Linked DNA regions of Pan troglodytes: regions 1 and 2 are each linked to region 3. The links are chromatin contacts, called in public Hi-C maps. All regions are on one chromosome and are shown on one strand. Each heading gives the region's core, a stretch centred on a gene start, on an enhancer-like site or on the middle of the called end of the contact. The rest is flanking DNA. Distances are from core to core; before and after follow the strand shown.

Region 1 (4,318 bases), core at 1,524-4,023, 310 kb before region 3:
ACTAAACTAGAGCTTCCCTGAATGGGGAGGAGGCAGAGGAGCAGGGGGAGGAGGGGAGAAGGAAGAGCAGAGATGGCTTCTTAGGAAACAATAGATGTAATACATCCTCTAATTGTCAAACCGATGATGTTTCTTTGCAGATCTAGAGTTTGTCCTGGATGGTCTAGCCAGATCTAGAAAAGCAGGTTTCCTGTGAAGAGACCTTCCTCCAAATCTGGCTTTACTACTCTGAAAACTTGAACCAAAACAAAGTTGCATGATTCATCAGTAGGGAACGTTCTAACAAAATAAAGCCAACTTTCTTCCTTCTAACACTGCTTAACAGTTAGTCACAAACAAGGGCTGCCTTGGGCAGGCTGACTAAATCAACAGATTCCCTTCTCTAACCTGTCTAGACAGTTGTTAATATGCAACCGATTCCATACCAGTGGGCTGACAGTGTGAAATGAAGGCTATTTCAGAAGATTTTGGTTTAATTAGCATTGGAAATAAAAGGAAGAAAAAGATCCAGTGAGACCCTTCATGAGATACACTCTCGTTAAGGATAAGGAAAAGGATGCATTGAAGAAAGACTTTATTCTAAAAATATGTGAACTGTGTATGTGTTTACAGAGACAGAGTCAAGCATCTGCTAGCGTCCTTGGACAAGAATGCATGTGTGGACACAGAGACACCAGACGCCAATACCTGGAGGAAAACTCACAGCCTCTGACCAGAAGTGAACTAGCAACAATGGTACAGTTAAAGGATCCGCCTTGCCACTCAGCTCCTTATACCAAAAGCCAAACCTCTTTTGCTAAAGCAGAGACTGTTACATCTCAGCCTCAAGCTGGCAAATCCTGCTTTGGATCCCGGCAGAGGAAATTCAGCCGTTCATTAGCCTTAACAAGCTGCTGTCACTAAGCGAAGAAATTACACGAGCAGCCACACACCGAGCCTCTCACAGCCCTCCCCCCAAGGGCAAGCGGGTTTCTCCAGGACGGACTGTACAAGTTCACACTTCCTATGTGCAAATCCGGACTGTCTTCTTGGACTTTCCATGGTGCACACTGTACAATTTTTAAATACCCGTGTCCCCCCGCCCCCACCCACCATCTTTCCTGCAGAATGTCCCCTCAGCAGCTCCTAATCGCTGGTGAAAAAAACCACTGTTTCCGCAGCAGAGCCAGCACTTTCCACTGACCAGCACTTTCTTTATTCCACTTCACAAAGCCCAGTGAACTTGTCACCAGCCCCACTTCATCCTCCCTGGGACGGCTAGCCAACTTGGCATCGGTGCCCTTCAGCATCCTGGGAGTTTCTTAACTAGTCCTCTAAGACAAAGTCAAAGGCATGGAAGCACACATCAGCCTTTGTCCGAGGTTGTGCTGCCTAACTAGAGAAGGACCCTAAACAAAAAAGAGAAACAAGGACACGCATAGAGGGTGTTCTCTTTCTGAAGGCATCACACTGGGAAAACCTACAATTCATTGTCAGCCTCAGCTACATCTTCCCGTCCTCCTTGAGTATCTTTTGTCAGTGGGCTCTTCTCTCTTTTGCCTACCTTCTAATCTCAAAATCAAGCTCCTATTCTTTATTGACACTCGCTAATTACTGAAAAACACTCCGCTTTGCTCCTGCCCACCCTCCCCCGCCCCCCATCCGATGGTCATAAGCACCAGTTGAAACAGATGAACCTGATTTCAGGTATCAAGTGGGTAGAGCTCATGCACGCGAGAACGTGGTCCCTGTCAGCAATCGCTCCTAACACCCCAAACCACCTTCCCACCCGGCTCCTCCGAACCCCAGAAGTTCGGCAGGTCTCTGATAGGGGACAGCAAACCCGACAACGTGTGCGCAGGGATGTGTGTTGGCGACTGAAACGCAGGCAGCTCGGACCGGCTGCTCAGCTCTGCACTCTACGAGGTTAGGGGTGGGTGGAGAGGTAAGCGCAGATGACTGTTTCAGAAAACATTTTCAACAACAGACAGCCAAAAAGGAAGAAAAAAAAATCAAACAAACAAACAAAAATTTCAACCCAGAGCCCACACCAACGCAGCCCCTGCGTCTCCGCCGCCACCACACGATTTACACAAGTAATTTAAATCATTCACCTGCTGCCAGGTCTCCTCCAGGGATGGTAAAGCTGAGAAGTAGCCGGTGTCGTGGACAAGTTGTAGCTCCTGGAATATACTATAACTAGCCAACACGTCCATGCTGCTGCTGCCGGGCAAAACGGGAGGCGAAACCCTCCCCCGAACACAGTTGGGGCTGTTTGTTTGTCAGTCTGTCTGGCTCACCCCCCAAGAAGGCAGACATCCAGTGGCCCTTTTGTTTTGTTTTGTTTCAGTCAACTAAAAAGGAAAAAAAAAAAAAATCAATGCAGGAGAGGGAGAGAGGAGGTGAGAGAGGAGCGAGTGAGTGGGGTGGATGGAGAGAGGCATCCAGCGTGTACAGTGCAGACGACTGCCAGGAAAAGGGGACTTCTCCACGGGAGTAATAATTCCCTTCCAGGGCTCTAATCACTCCAGCTCGTGGATCAGGAAGGGGGATGCAAACTCACTGACACGAAGCTGCCATCTATTTCTGCAGCGCTGTTCGCTCCTAATGCAATCTTTGCTCTTTATTTTGGGAGGTTGCATTTTTTTCTCTCGCGATCGCTTCTCTTCCCCCCCCTTCCCTTCCCTCCCCACCCCCCACCCCATCCTTGCTAGTTTGTAGTCTTCCCCCTCCCTTTTCTCCTCCTCCTGCTCTTCCCCCTCCCCAAACTCCCTCCCTCCGTTCGGTTCTCCGCGCAGCCGTGGGATCTCCGAGGAGTGCGTCCATTAGGCCGCGTGTGACCATGTAAGGTAAACAGGGGGCTCATGAAGTCACTGAGGACCAATGGGGAGCCCGGAGCAGGGCCTGGGGCGGGGCTTGGCCCTGGCGGCGGGCGCGGATTGGCGCGCTTCGAATCTCCCTGCTGCCTTACAAGGCGGTGCGAGGCGAGCTATTTTTAGAGGGCTATATAAGGGGGCTGAGGCGGCCGCCCGGCGGCCGGGCAGCGCGAGCGCAAGGGACGGGGAGGGTCGTGGCGACACTCGCGCCAGCTCCCGGGACGCCGGGGCGGCTGGGCTCGGGCTGGTCGCTGGCCTCCGACCCTCCACTAGATGCCTGGCAGAGCCCGGCGCGTCCGGAGCCCGCGCCCCTCAGAGGGAAGGGGTCGCGCGTTGCCGCGGCGGCCCTGAGGCTGACGGTCGGGAGGTGAAAGTCCGGAGTGCGGGGTCAGGACGCCTCCTGGAGGGGGCGCGGCGCAGGGGGCCGCGGGGAAGCCGCCGAGGGCGCGGAGCGGGAAGGAAGGACACTGGCCACCCCGCCTCCGCCTGGGCACGGGGCAGGGACCCGCGCGAGGCGGTGCCGGGGAGGTCCTCACGTACTCGAAAACAAGCAGAAAAGGCATCCAGGGCCCCTTCCCGAACTCCCCACGGGCTGCCAGGGTGCAGAGAAGAAGCGCCTGAGGAGGAAGTGCCACACAATGGGAGAGAACAAAGGGGAGCGGAGCGAGACCGCGGCCTGCGCCCGCCCCCTCCTTGCGCACAGTCCCCGCCCCGCCCCGCGGGCGCCGGCGCCGCCGCCGCCGCCGCCGCCGCCGCCGCCCTCCCTCCCGCTCCTCCTTCTGACCCCGAGCGAGAGACCTGGTCAGGAGTCCGGCGGCTAGAGTTGATTGCAAGGGGCCTGTTGCTCGACTGTGCGTTAAAGAGGCTAGAGGGAGCCTAGGTAGACGTGGGGCGCAAGCTGGAGCCGGCAGCTTGCGAGGGGGCCTTTACGTGATGAGGCTCACCATGGGGTCTCCAGCGAGGTGTCTGCAGAGCTTCGATGGTGAGAGGAGGAACTCGATTTCTCGTTTTCTGGAGTTGGGATGTAGACAGAGAGAGATCTGTTACATCTGAGATGAAAACCCTGCACCATACACGTTAGGGTTGGCCAATTGTTTGCTTGACCTTAAATGGTTAGTGTGGTTTAAGCTTCCCCAAAATGCGCTGTGAGCTGAGCTTCCACTTTTGGAATGATTGCAGAATTCGGTGCTTAAGAGATGAGAAACTTCGTTCTACCAGTAATGGAAGAAACGCTTCACCTTAATCACCCTCCTTGTCTTTCCCTTCCCTTTGACTATGTAGGACTCGATAACACAACATTTGAAAGATTCTACTCTATGAAACAAGCACAGATTGAAATTCAGTATTTGCCAAGGAATATTAAACATGAATTACTGGGATTGAGGAAAGCCTGATTTATTTACTTGTTAGTGTCTGGAATTCTGTTGGCTAGATTCATAGCATTCATTGTATGAGTATAATTG
Region 2 (4,258 bases), core at 1,136-3,635, 490 kb before region 3:
AATCATTTATTTCTCAACTATGTGCTGGGCATACATTCAAAGTTAGGTTCAGGATTCCCCAGAGCAAAGCCAAAGTCCATTCTACTCACAGTGTCTGCTTAATTGTAGCAACCATGTCTCTGTGCCCTTACACAAATCTTCAGGAATCTATTTTCATGAACCATTCCCAGGATTCAGGTAAGTGAGAGACACTCTAGGGAAGCGTTAACAGCAAAAACTCTGAAGCCATATTGCCCAGGTAAAGCTCCACCCAGTCACTTCATGGCTGTGTACCTGGGCAAGTCGCAGAACATGTTTGTGTCTCAACTGCCTCATTGATAAACTGGGGATAAGAGGACCTACCTTACACTGCTGTTGGGGAGATTAGGTAGGTTAACGTTTGTAAAGTGCTTTGAATGATGATTTTCCATGACAGAGTGACTTGTCCACCCTAGACCACCTACTCTAATCACAATGTAAGAGCTTAGTAAATATTAGGAGTTAAGACTATTAACACTAATGATACTGTCAGAAAATGTGGTGTCTGATGCTCCTGCCACAAGAAAGCCTATGTTCCCAAATCACTTTCATTAGGGTTTTTCTCTAGGGCTAAATACAGAGAGCATGTCCAAACAGGTGCTATGGCAGAACCCTGATTCAGCTTTGTTTTCCTGGAGCTGAGCTGAAGCAAGGTGTTATCTGAGCTTTTCATATGTGTGTCTCTGAAGGTCCAGGATTTTCAAACGATGAACGTTTAAATCTACTTTCAGTGTGAGGCCAGGGAACAGAAGAGAAGTAGAAATATCCTTGGCCATTTCTTGTAGGTGCCCAACCCAGGGATCTGCTTATTGCAAATATTCCTGTGGCCCCTCCTTTCTCCCCAAATTAACCAGGATGCCCAAAACTTGAACCCAGGCTTGCAAAGAAAACTAGCTACAAGAGGCATTTTTAATTAAGTGCTGTTAAGATCACTTTGGCAGTGGTGATGGGGTTTCACAGATATTATTAAATAATAGAAAAAATGTGTATACATTTTTCTGGAAGAAGCATACAGACATTTTCACATTTAAAAAATATTTTTCAAAGAGTCTGTAACCCCCCTTTCAAAAGATAAGAACTGCTGACTCAGAGGGATACTAGTTGAATTTAAGCAATTCAGGTAATTAACTGAAATCAATCAATTCAGTTAATGAGAATATGTTCTTATTTGCCTGATAATCATATTTTTGTTATTTTAAAGGAAACTGTTGACAGAGAAATGTTATCCCATTATTTTTCATGATGATAGGACTGATATCTCCCCAAATGTATTTTTGCTTTTCTAGCCAAAACCTGACAGCTAGCCTCCTCTAGTCAGCAGGGTGCGCCTCGAAGACACAGTTGTGTGTGCTGGTCTTCATTTGCTGTGAGTCTAAATGGAAACCTATAGGTGCTTTTCTGTGTCTTTGGTGTTTTCTGAAAATATCTCATTAGACATCTCAACATGCTGGTAAGGTGGAATCTCAAACAATCACCACATAGCAATAGGGCCGAAGAACTCAGGGCTTCCTCCACTCCAACACTCTGCCTGTGCATGTGACTTCTGCTCCAAGTCCTTGGTCCAGTCCTTAACCCATTTATGCCTGAGGTTGCAATTTTTTGAATTTTTGCCATCAGACCTTGGCAATGACCTTGAGCAGTGGGATATAAATAACTTCCACATGCTTAGCGTTGCAATAATGGAACGCTAGGCATAATGGTGTAAATAATGTTGGCACTTCTTCCAGAGATCCCGAGGGCAGGATCCTACTGGTGCCAGGCACTCATTTACAGTAAGCAGCGTCTGTTACCAGCCTCAGGAGCAGAAGGTGAGAGTAATGATCACGGATCTCTGCACCAGTGGCTTCCCCGACCTAGTTACTTGTTTGTAATTAAGATGACAATGCAGCCGGGTGCGGTGGCTCATGCCTGTAATCCCAGCTCTTTGGGAGGCTGAGGCGGGCAGATCACTTGAGGTCAGGATTGGAGACCGGCCTGGCCAACATGGTGAAACCCTTTCTCTACCAAAAATATAAAAGATGAGCCAGGTGTGGTGGCTCATGCCTGTAATCTCAGCTACTTGGGAGGCTGAAGCAGTAGAATCGCTTGAACCCAGGAGGTGGAGGTTGTAATAAGCCGAGATCATGCCACTGTACTCCAGTCTGGGCGACAGAGCGAGGCTCTGTCTCCAAAAAAAAGAAAAAAAGAAAAGACAATGCAACACATTTTTCACTTCCTTCAGGAATTAGTACATTCCAATTTGAAGGGACAGGAGAAGATGGCTAGGTGTGCCCAGATCTTGGATTCTAAAGACAGAAGGCCATGAACAAGTGCTTGTTTTCTGGTTGGTGGCATTGGAGGAAGGATGATAGCAGGCGCCGCACACAGAGGGTTTTCCAGGAGGTGGCAGTGCACCCTAAGGCTGGATCTTGGCTGTGCCTGCCTTGTGTATCAACCAAAGAATATTGTAATTGAGACATAACATTATAATGCATTCCAGACCACACAGCTACTCGAGTGTCACCTCAAAATGCTTCTTACTAGTTTCAAAGTCACTGTAACCAAGGTAGGGAGCTGGAAGTGAGGTAGAGGGTGGGGAGAAATGGGAGGGAGCTCTTGGAGACAAATCCGGCAGCGACACTTAGCATTGCTGTGAGTGGAGTTTCAATACCATCAGACCAGGAGATACCCTGATGCATATTTACAACTGCTCCCACGTTCACCTCTGAAGACCAATAAAAGAAACTGAAGGACTCATATTGTCTGCATTTTAATTCCCAGGTTTACAAGAAATATTTCATTATTCTAATTCACAGGGAAATAAAGCATCTTCCCTTTTTAAATGAAAGGTCTTGTTCAGGGTGAAGAGCAAAGCAAATCAGTCTCTCCCCTGAGAGGTAAGGTTGGCCCCAGATACCAGACTGTGAGGTGAATGGCCACGTGTGGATGATGGTGATGGGAGGAGGGAGGAGAAAAAAGAACACTGGGTGTTGACCAGATCGTGCGTGTGAAACACACATAAGAGATGTATTCACACGGAGTCCATCACAGGCGGGGCAGATTGACTCTGTAATTACCAATGCCTGACAATGACATCTCGGGACAGACTAAGTGATGGAGGAATAAGAGGGAGGCTAGGCAGGTGTCTTTCCCCTGCAATAGGCTGTTGGCTGGGGTGCTGGTTTACGCAGGCACATTTACAGAAATGAAAGAGCTGGATAAGATCAGAGCAAGGAGTGCTACAATGACTCCTTAGTGTTGTCACATCGTTTACTAGACACATTTCTCGCTTGGGAGCCTGACTTCCTGTTTACACAGTTCTTATTTGTATTTTTTTGTTTATAGCTCCTTGGACTTAGCCAGAGACCTCCATATGGATGAGAGAAGAGTAAAGTCAGCCAGGTGGATTGCTTGGGAAATCTGTGCAAATGAAAATGATACTTAAAGAAAAAAAGCCCAGCCTTTAAATGCCTTTGAATTCATCCAGAGTCTGTATGTGGTTTCCCTTTAATTTAGAAAACTAGTTGCTTTCTGATTTCCTCAACCCTCTTGCACTGGAACTTTGTTCTATATTCTCCGCAAATCCCTTCTTCTGCAAAACTCTCTTTATTCAGCTCTCTTACCTAATTCTAAGAGTGATCCATGTTGAGAACGCACAGAAGTAGTGTTTCCATGCCTTGCTGATAGCAATCAAAATATACCTGCCTTTCCCATGGCCGAGTGATGTTTTTAAAGCTAAAAAACAAAGCAGACAAACAAACAAAACATTTACACACCAAAAAACTGGTTTTCAGTGCTGGGGTGATGTTCTTCCTATGGCCCTCTGCCAAGAGGCCAGGCCTTCCTAGCAGCGACCAGACTGCTTTCTGGACAAGTAGGGAGAAGTGCCTATTTTGCAGAGAGTGGGAAACCATTCACCAAGTGCAGAACTGGGTTATTTAATGGGGTGGTGGCAGCTCAAGAAAGCTCATCAATAATCAAGTCAGGGGGGCAGAAAGGGGAAGACTGGAGAATTACTGAAGCAGGTGGGCTTTCAGCATGGGGACTCAGCAGAAGGCAGGAGTGGAATGTAGACTCCTCTGGGCAGCGCAAGACACAGAATGTTCAGATTCCCACAGAAGAGTAATGTGCAAGAGGTGAGATGCAGTGCATTCCCTAGAGGCAATGAAATCATCAAGAAAACCTATAAACATTATGGTGAGGCGGCAAGGTCCTATAAACAAAATAAATACACATTGGATAGATCACAGAGAAAATGCAT
Region 3 (4,198 bases), core at 1,093-3,592:
ATCATCGCCAACTTCATCATTCTGCCCTTTGGTGCTTTTTCTTTTCTTTTTTTGATTGGTTCTAGTAAGTTATTCATACATAATGGTATCAGTGATGGGGTATAAATACATATATCACAGGAAGGGTTTTGTTGTTGTTGCTATTGGTTTTGTTTTGTTTTGTTTTGTTTTGTTTGTAAATTAACTTTACAAGCATCCTGCAGTGTTTTCAAATTGTAAACTGCTGTTTCCTAGTTCATAGACTCGTAGAACCCCAGAGCCAGGCTTAGAGCACGTCCAGTCTGTTCCTCTGATTTACAGCTGTGATAACTGAGGCCCAGAGAGGTGAATGACTGCTCAAGTCAAACATCTCATCCATCTCAGCATTGGATCTCAAGTTTCTGCCTCCAGACCCCCTGTCCTGCAGGACCTTTTGGCTTTGCTGTCCTTATTTCTCTTCTTCTGATCCCTCATCTGCTCTTTCCTTTGCTGATCATTAGAACAGGAAGAGGGATAAGGGGCAGCTGCCTAAGGTAAGGCAGACGCTTGACCTCTATCACAAACCCTGATCTCATCCTTCAGGTCCTCTTTGCAGTCTGTAAGGGAGAGGAAAACAGAAGGAGAGAGTGGAAACCAAGAAAGTATCCAAGAGGAAGAGATAAGGAAAAAACGGCATGGGGAGAGGTTTTTGTGTCTACCTGCTCAGATACCAGGAGAAGTGAATAAATGCCTCCCCTACAGCTCTCCTGCCCTCCTCCCACAACTGTGAAACTGAAGTCTTAATGAGAATTGATCCAGCAAACAAATAGATCCAAAGGGGTAATAGGACTGATATGGATGTTTCATGGGAAATTGGATGTATCATGGGAAATAAGGAGTCATAGAAAATTATGAATGAAAAATAAGCATAATCAATATACGATTAGAGATGCAAGGGGAGTGGGTAATGATTCCAAGGCACTGACTCCTTTGTTTCACATCATGATGCTCATCACAGGAACCTATGTGCTCCAGACTGGGCCATGCAATTATGACCAACATGTTAGCTCCCTATGCTGACTGGCTGGACTGAATTAATTACTTTTATTATTATTATTATTATTATTATTATTATTATCTTAAGGAGACAAGGTCTGGCTCTATTGCCCAGGCTGGAGTGCAGATCTGGTGTGATCTCAGCTCACTGCAACTCCACCTGCCAGGTTCAAGCCAACCTCCCGCCTCAGCCTCCCAAGTAGTTAGGAATACAGGAGTGCACCACCGCTCCCGGCTAATTTTTGCATTTTTGTAGAGACAGGGTTTCACCATGTTGCCCAGGCTGGTCTCGAACTCATGGGCTCAAGAGATCTGCTTACTTCAGCCTCCCAAATTGCTGAGATTACAGGCATGAGCCGCCATGCCCGGCCTGAATTAGTTACTTCTTCAGCTTCCTCGTCTTCTAGCTAAAAACCAAGATCACACCTTCAAATGCTATGATTTCACATTTACATTCTGCTCTTTTTCTTTCTGTCACGTGATCCTATCTTTAAATTTGGGAAGGATGGGGAGAGAAGGCTGTTGAGAGATGTTGCATGAACATTCATCATACAAGCCCATGAACCTGAGAGAGAATTCAGCAAGAAAAGTGAGACCAATAGGTTTGTGTGGAGCCTTCCAGTGTGAGCCATGCTGGGTTGGCCACGCTTTCCTTTGTTGCAGATGACACCTGGCTAGTGTCCTGTCTAGGATCCCAAATTCTAACTAGGTTTCCTCCTTCATGAACTGTTGGGTTTTAGTTAATGACTCACCCCTTCAAACACTCAGTTCTGACCCAGGACTGACTCAAGGCTTCCCAAGTCCCTGCTCGCAAATAACAGAATTCTTTGGAAATAAGCTCTTTTAAGAAAGTCTATCCTTGCACTGCAATCTGAAACGTAGCAATTCGGCCTCTCCGGCCATCTTCATCTGTGTGTTTCTTGCATACAGAATTAAACTGGAAGGTCAGAGCCATTGTCTGTCTCTAGATCCGATTTCTTGCTTCGTAGTCTGGCAGGGAAGTGCTTTATTCTGGTATATTTACATTAGTCCTACTAACACATTTCCAAGTTCTCCAGCTGCCATGCTACGTGAACCAGGTCAAGTCTGGGAGGGAGAGGTTTGCTTTTCCTTCCTGTGACCTCAGGACTGATTTAATTAAACATCTCCTCCAGCCCCGATTTATAGTCTGAAAAGTGTTCTCACAGAGGCCCTTCGATGTGCTCTGCTTTTCAATTAGCTGAAATGCAATAAGTTAAATCGAAACACCATTCTGAGTGTCTGCTGCCACCCTGAGAGCAGCTGCAACAAGCGCATTCGTCTCTGAGCATTTAACTGCAAAGGGTTTAGATAAATGAGTGGTGGTTTCCTTTGGTAACTTAGCACGGTTCTGTAAGACAGATGAGAGGATTGCTGAGTTCCTCCCTGAGCTCCTGGGGGCTGCCAAGCTATCTCCCTGGATTCCCACTGTGAGGAGGAAATAACCTTTTAAATCTTATTTTATAAACACAAATTCTTTTTCTTTAAGATTAAAAATAAGAAAACCCATTTAACACATGGGGTAGGGGGGCTGAGGAAGTGAAGGGGAAAAAAGGAAAAAGGATGTCACAGTGGAACTGTCCTAAGCCTGTCCCTGGTGGCTTTTTGTTTTACCATCAGGCATCAGATGTCCTCCCCAGTTTGACAATCCTGACCCCCCAACCTGCCACCTAGGAATGAATGAACCAAATTTCCCATAGGAAATGCTCTCTGCTAGTCTCTCAAAGGCTTCAGCCTCAAAATGAAATCTGACAAAAGAAACAAATTAGATTAAACTGCAGCGCTAAGGGCTTTGGATTGCTCAGATAAAAGAATCTACAGAGAGTTGTTAGGACTGAGCACAATCATCTTCTGCAACTTGGAGAAAAAATCTGAAGTCTTCTTTCCTACAGCTGTTCTTGCTGGCCATGGTGCAGTTTTTTTTTTATCATCATCTAAAGGCAATAAACAGATGGTGGGAGATGGAAGGGCTCACGAAGGACCACAACCCGTGTGCCCACAGAAGCCGGGCAAGTAACATATGTGGACAAAACTGATCAGTGAGGATTTTTATGTGAGCTCTCCAGATTTTTAAATGTTGACAACTCATTCAATTAAAAAAAAAAAGAGTCCACCACTGTTACCGCAATGTTTACTGAGCACTTTCTATGTGCCAGGCACCTTATGAAATCCATTATAAAGTGCATCCTCACAACAGCACAGTGAGAGGCAGAGGCTGTTATTACCTTCAGTTCATCTATGGGGAAAAGCAAATCTCGAAGTGGCAGAAGCAGCCCCTGCCCACAGCTGGGGCCCCGTTTCTATTTACTACCCTAGACTGCTTACCAGTTCTGTAGATGGCCGGGCGCGGTGGCTCACGCCTATAATCCCAGCACTTCGGGAGGCCGAGGCAGGTGGATCACGAGGCCAAGAGATCGAGACCATCCTGGCCAACATGGTGAAACCTCGTCTCTACTAAAAATACAAAAATTAGTTGGGCATGGTGGCGGGCGCCTGTAATCCCAGCTACTCAGGAGGCTGAGGCAGGAGAATCACCTGAACCCGGGAGGCGGAGGTTGCAGTGAGCCGAGATCGCACCACTGCACTGCAGCCTGGGCGACAGAGCAAGACTCCGGGGGAAAAAAAAAAGTTCCGTAGACAAAGAAATTGATGCTCACTGGGATTCATGTGGCCAGAATCATAATAATAGTCGGGTGATTTTTTTTTTTTTTTCAAAATAAGTAAACTACAGAAACGGAGCATAGAGCGTGAAGAAGACACGCTGGAAAAGACAGAGAAATATAAGAAAAATATGTGTCATTGTTCCACGATATTTAGCCTTGTCCTAATGGTTGCGCAGACGAAGAGATTAGAGTTTTTATTTTAAAAACTGTGAATTTAAGCATCAATGATGCTGTTTCTATGATCATTCCCTGTGATTGAAACCAAATGGTCAAACAGCCTCACGAAAATGTCTGAGGTTCAAATGTAGTCGCCATTCTGTGTTTGTGTAGACAATGCTGCCCTCTCGTGGCTAACTTCTGAATAGAATTATTTTGTGTTTAAAATCAGAACATTTTTACTTTCTCTATTTTCCCGAAGTATTCTGTAGAATGTTGCATCCATTTGCATCGCATATGTGATAATAAGTACATTACTTACATAGCACAACACCTTTGCATATTTT

What was found. Hi-C and Micro-C count contacts between places; a contact is called where the count stands out from the background.
Region 1: a contact with region 3 is called in a Hi-C map of stem cell-derived neural progenitor cells, with 10 times the contacts expected there. The contact joins the promoter of LOC107973898 here to the enhancer-like site in region 3. A contact is called at or near these places in 3 of 7 Hi-C or Micro-C datasets (blood, induced pluripotent stem cells and stem cell-derived neural progenitor cells), 1 of 1 datasets of contacts at active chromatin or transcription factors (stem cell-derived excitatory neurons) and 1 of 1 other capture datasets (stem cell-derived neural stem cells).
Region 2: a contact with region 3 is called in a Hi-C map of stem cell-derived neural progenitor cells, with 16 times the contacts expected there. The contact joins two enhancer-like sites. A contact is called at or near these places in 5 of 7 Hi-C or Micro-C datasets (blood, induced pluripotent stem cells, a lymphoblastoid cell line and 1 more) and 1 of 1 other capture datasets (stem cell-derived neural stem cells).

What each region holds. Positions count from the first base shown.
Region 1 is chr13:109,392,743-109,397,060 of NHGRI_mPanTro3-v2.0_pri, forward strand. LOC107973898 (spidroin-2-like) reads left to right here and starts at 2,774. Exons shown (of 1, transcript XM_063790685.1): 1 at 2,774-3,735. The coding sequence starts at 2,863. The coding sequence ends at 3,735. KLF7 (KLF transcription factor 7) reads right to left here. Exons shown (of 6, transcript XM_054679242.2): 2 at 3,800-3,866; 3 at 2,094-2,333. The coding sequence starts at 2,195.
Region 2 is chr13:109,210,641-109,214,898 of NHGRI_mPanTro3-v2.0_pri, forward strand. No RefSeq gene overlaps it. Among named protein-coding and RNA genes, the nearest start is that of CPO, 56 kb to the left of the region's middle. Within about 2 kb of position 2,386, at least 9 of the 24 cell types and tissues checked have an H3K27ac peak or open chromatin away from gene starts, as enhancers often do. A contact at or near this core is called in stem cell-derived neural progenitor cells, where this site is marked.
Region 3 is chr13:109,699,654-109,703,851 of NHGRI_mPanTro3-v2.0_pri, forward strand. No RefSeq gene overlaps it. Among named protein-coding and RNA genes, the nearest start is that of CREB1, 60 kb to the right of the region's middle. Within about 2 kb of position 2,343, at least 11 of the 24 cell types and tissues checked have an H3K27ac peak or open chromatin away from gene starts, as enhancers often do. A contact at or near this core is called in induced pluripotent stem cells and stem cell-derived neural progenitor cells, where this site is marked.